2 separate regions of the Oryza sativa genome follow, and region 2 is linked to region 1. Evidence: chromatin contacts called from public HiCAR-type data. All regions are on one chromosome and are shown on one strand. The core of a region is the stretch at or near the end of the contact, and the rest is flanking DNA. Distances in the headings are between cores, read along the strand shown.

What was found. HiCAR-type assays count read pairs that join an accessible place to other places.
Region 2: a contact with region 1 is called in a HiCAR-type map of leaf, with 4 times the contacts expected there. The contact joins the promoter of LOC4336766 here to the promoter of LOC136356355 in region 1.

Annotation. Positions count from the first base shown.
Region 1 is chr4:29,358,664-29,361,406 of ASM3414082v1, reverse strand. It overlaps LOC136356355, which reads right to left and starts at 1,401. Exons shown (of 1, transcript XM_066310119.1): 1 at 517-1,401. The coding sequence starts at 1,058. The coding sequence ends at 699. It also overlaps the pseudogene LOC9272717.
Region 2 is chr4:29,859,275-29,862,017 of ASM3414082v1, reverse strand. LOC4336766 (mitochondrial import inner membrane translocase subunit Tim13-like) reads left to right here and starts at 1,419. Exons shown (of 2, transcript XM_015778739.3): 1 at 1,419-1,593. The coding sequence starts at 1,483.

The DNA of each region.
Region 1 (2,743 bases), core at 152-2,651:
TGACCTGACCGAGAGAGGTCACGCGAAAAACATTTCAGCGCCACCCGTAATTGAAGCACTGGATAGTCTGGACTCTGGATGCACTTAAATTCTGCATGCTCTTTCCTTATCAGTTCACCTTTCTCAGTTTCTCTTGATGATCATTCTCCAAACTATTTGTACAAACTAGTTAATCATCTCTCCTATATATTGATTCTTCTTTGTTGCAACTTAAGCACGCAACGAATAAGATACCACCATATATACCACATCAACAAAGTCAAAACAGCAAAATGAAAGGCGAAGCAAGAGCCGGCTTATTCAACTATACTTTTCTTGTGTTCACTCTCTCCGTTTCGAAATGTTTAACACCGTTGACTTTTTAGCACATGTTTGACCTTTCGTCTTATTTAAAAACTTTTGTGAAATATGTAAAATTATATGCCTACATAAAAATATATTTAACAATGAATTAAATGATAAGAAAAGAATTAATAATTACTTAAATTTTTTGAATAAGACGAATGGTCAAACATATGCTAAAAAGTCAACGGCGTCAAACATTTCGAAACGGAGGAAGTATTATATACAGGTGGACAACTTACACTTTCTTGTCCTCTCAAGAATTCAAGAAAGAAAGACAGAAAAAAAAAGGAGAAGAAATGAAAAGACGGAAAACTCGGAGTTCTTGCTCACCCCGTGCACTTCCATGCACGAAGCTAAATGCTGTTCTTGGTAGGGCGGAGCGCGATGACGAGGCCCGGGAAGACGTCGTCGGGGTCGTGTATGTGCGGGTTCCTCTCCACGATGAAGGGGTCCCCGCACTTGTCGCTGATGGTGTGCAGCGTCTCGCCTTCCCCGACGACGTACACCTCCTCGCACGGCCGCGCCGCCGCGCCCCCCAGCCGCGGGCCGTGGACCTCCACGGCCTCCGCGCGGAGCGCGCACAGCAGCACGAGCGCGACGAGCGCCACCGCGAAGCACCACGACGCCGCGTCCGCGGCCGACGCGGCCGCCGCGCACAGCTCCGCGCGCCGGAGGCTCGTCCTCGTCGTCGCCGTCGCTGCCGCGGAGGCCATGCACGGATGCGCGCGCGTGACGTGCACTCTCTGGGTTAACTTGCGTTCGCAGCGGAAGTTGCTTGGTTTAAGGGAGGGATTTTATAGAAAGAAAAAAAAGAGTGGAACTGCACGGGCGTGGAGGGGTTCGGCTTGGCGGACTTTTGTGGCGGTTTTGGTTAAACGTGGGAGCCCACACGGAAGGATCGTGGATTTAATGGCGGTTAGGTTCTTAAGTACGGCATGCCAATGGTGACGGAGACCAATTTTTAGTCCTGACCGACTGACCAATTTTCTAGTACGGAACATGTAACTTTCTGCTAATAACCAAACACTTTCCGGTCAATATATGCCACTGTTAACATCGAAAGACATTTCATCAAGGGTGAGTGTCTCGAGAGTTATGGTCTACTAGTAAATGAAGAAGCAGAACATTATTAGATGTCACTAAGCAAAGCACTGATCAAGAATGGTAGTTAAGTACTAGCGATCTGTGCAGTGGAAAAGAATTGCAGGACTCAGATTCTAGGTATTGCTATGATCAGGAGCACTATGAAAGACAATAATTAGCAGATTTATTTTCTTTGCTTCACTCCAAAGTATGACTGAATACCACAACATTTGTACGCCGTGGTACTTAGATTTGTAGCAGGAGCAGGGGACCGAACCCACCACCGTACCATCTGGTAGGTTCTTAGTACTTCTTAACCCTCTCCCGTGTGGCAGTTGCATGTACACGGTACCAAGTGTCCGTCTTAGTGTAATCTTGTTTCTGTTTTCCATGGCGAATTGGCGATAATCTGGTCTCAGCCCATCAAACCAACAAAGCATAACAAGAAAACACCCGTCGACCAAACCGTCTCCGACGTGTCCACGTTTGGGCCACAGCAACTGTTCACCTAAGCGATGCCGCCTAATTCTAAAGCTTTCTCTGTGATAGTTTCCAATTGTTTTCATCCCCGGCACCGGAAGCGTCCATGTATGTGTCACTTCAGCAGTTGGTGACCCGATCGCTAAGAAGGTATGGCAGAGTATGTGATATGCAGGACAGTGACTAGGGTGGAAACGGGCATGGTTGCCTTGCTCTTTCTTTCCCGGCGTTTGTTTTCACGTGGCCGCCGGTCAGCGGAGGATTCCCTGAGAGGGATGTGTGCGGTGAAGTGATTCCCAACAAATCTCTTGCTACTTACACCGTTACACGTACGCTCCAGATAGGCACCCACATCAAGTGGCAGGCGGCTAGCTAGGAGTAGATGAGTGTATCCCAGTTCATTTCTATTTATCTCCATACCTAAGTTTGAACAAACTGCAACCTTCTTGTTCAGATGATCAGATGTACAGGTTCCAGTCTGCTGACCTAATTTCTCAAAAAGAAAAAAATTAAAGCCATAGTGCTCCGTATTGTTTCTCATCATTTCTGCGTTGAAACATGTGAGGATGACAGTTCATTGTTTGCTCATTATATGAATCGATAGATAGGAGTGCACAACGAAAAAGTATGATCGGTTGCAACAGACCTTGAATTGGCCGCAAGGTCATGGCTTGATAATCATACATTTGTTGTTGGTTCAAATGCTTGTTTTTCCTCTAAAAAAAAGCTTGTTTTTCCTCCAGCTAAACCAGGCTTACATTCTTACCGAACAAACCTTCCAAGGGGACCCTGTGATTTTAAAATGGAGGAAGAGGTCAGAAAGGCCGTTTTCCTG
Region 2 (2,743 bases), core at 170-2,669, 500 kb before region 1:
ATGAACAGGGCTCTCCTCCTTGCCCCCTAGCTCCCACCATCTAGCCATAGCGAAGAAGCCCAGTAAAATGATTTGATCTTTTTTTCTCCTCCCCTCTCTCCCCCATTAGATCGATTGATCGATCGATCAGAGAGCGCCTTTTGATTGATCTCGCGCGCTCGCGGGCCGCAGTTGCAGCAGGCAGGGCGCAGGTGGGGGACCCGAGGTAGCTTAGCTGCTAGTAGGACGACGTACGCCCCGCGCGCCCGCAGGCTTTTGCATGTCGCGCGCTGGCTTGGCTCGCTAGCTTGGAAAGCGCTGGCCGGCAGAGCTCAGCTCGCTACCAGCCACGCCGCTGCAGCCACGCCACCACACCCCCCTCCTCTTGATGCCCTCGATCTCCCCTCCTGTTTACCGTTTTCTCCGCCGCGTACTTTGTTACTACCGCGCACCCCCCCTGCACCTGCACAGCTAGCTGCACTGCGCCCCCACTGCCCCTGTCTGTCTCTCACACTGCTCACAGGGGGAGCAGCTTCACGGGCAGGTGAAACAAGCCTTGCACATATACAGCGCACAGCTATTAATTAATCAGTTAACTCTCTGCTGATTTGCTAATAACTGAAGTAAAGCTTCATTTAATCGTGTATATAGCTGTACTGAAGACGACGCCTGAGCTAATGTGATTGCAACGTGAGACACGGACGGATGCGAGTGTGTACTGTCCGTGCTTGGTGTGCATCGTCAGAGAGAGAGGATGCAAATGCAAATGCCCCTGATGGCGACGTAACGTGGATGCAAGTGCAGCTTCGCGACGACCTGTGCGTACTGCAGTGCGGCGTCACCTATCTCGTGGGCGCTTTCTTAGATTAGTATCCGTTACTGGTTCCTGAAGTAGACCATGCGGGGTAAAGCGGCGACAGCGTTCGCTGTCGAGCAAGCTAAGACCCAAGGGTTCTTGACACTTGAGGTAACAAATGGAGAGAAAAAAGAAAGTGTGTGTGTAGCTCGGGTCGCCAAAAAGCAAAGCCACATTCGATGCTCCCACATCGACGGTTTCGGTAATGTCCAACAACTACGGGTTCGGAATGCGTTCTGTCGCCGCGTTATCGATGATGATTGATGGATTGATTTTGAGAACTCGAAGGATCACCGAACCTAGTATTTCTAGTGTAGTACTTGTTGCCCATAAAAGAAGAGACGGACTCGACGGGGCCCTGTACGCAACTAGGCCGAGGTGGCTACCGGCCTACAGCCTGATCTGACTATATATGGGCCTCGGTGCCACAACATTATGGCCCATAAGGCCCAACAATGAAACTATTTGGGCCTTTTTGGGCCTAGGGTTATGGCCCACGCCACAAGCCCACAAGACGCCGTGGCCACTAGCCACCGCCCACCGCGCCGTCGTATAACTCTCTCCATGTCTTGCTGAGGAAGAAGAAGCCGACCAGCGCGCAGCTTTGCCGCGGAAGAGTTGGAGGGAGCCGCCGCTCGCCGGAGATCATGGACTCGTTCTCGTCGCCGTCGTCGGCGGGGTCGACTGCGTCCACGGAGCATCTCATGGAACAGATCAAGGCCCAGCTCGCGCAGGCCTACGCGCAGGAGTTCCTCGAGGTGAGATTACTGGAGCCTTCCTCGGATCGACGGTATTATCAGTTTGTGGGTGTGCGCATCTGTAGAGGATTCTCTTCTGTGCTGGATTTCAAATTGGAGCTCTTAAGGTGAAACCAATTGATTTATCCTTTTAGCTTGGCACCGGTTTGAATCCCCAAATCTCGCGTCTAATTAGGGGCGATGCTATGTTTTTTTTTTTTTGAAAGGAGGGCAAAAGCTTTGCCTCGTATATTGATAGAGATGGAGAAAATACAGAGCGATAGAATTATGTACAGGGCTAGTCTAAAAAAGAACTAAGCCCGCAAAAGGTGATGGTTAAGTGGTATCTCCCAAGATTCCGAACTCTTGAAGCTTAGAGGCTCCTGCTTTGACCCATGCCCGACCTTCCTCTTTTATCTTGGCGAGGATGGATGCCGGTGGCGATGCAGTGTTTCGAAAAATTCTTGCATTTCGCTCACACCATATTTCCCAGGAGACCAAGATCACCAGAGTACGCAGGGGAATGCGGGGGTTGTTGGGAGAATCTACCACAAGGTTCCACCATTGTTCTACCGAGTCGCAATCGCTCCATTTGATCATTTGGAGGTCGGTTTGAGTCTAGGGGCGATGCTATGAGAGCTCTAGTTTGATTGAATATGCTTGCCAAATCAGTACCATGCGAATATGTTGTTTTGGCTAGTGTTGCGTAAAATCTGTATGATTAAGCCTCAATTGGAACAAAAAAAAAACGTGCCACAATGCCACTGTTTTGCGGTAGGTTTGGACTTTGGAGAAGATCAAGCACAGCTGACTGTGTTTGCTTAAGTTAATTTAGCTTGTGGTCTTGAAACCTTTTGGTTTGCAGCTCTGTGCATTGTTTATCCGTTGTTCACGATCAGGTTTCTACAGAGCTTTGTTGCCGTTGTTCACAATGGTCAATTTGCCATTAACTTCTCTTCAACGCAAATTCTTAATTGATATAGTTTCCTTAATTTACCTTACCTCAATCATAACCATGCTTAGTTCTTCAGGAACATCAGGGTGCATTGGCCCTGTTTTGATTATGTAGGAAAGTAGATCCCACCCTTCTTATCTTCTTCTTAAAGTTATACACTTATACTGTGTACTTCTGTAGGTTCAACTATGCTCCTTAAGAGCGCTACCAGACTGT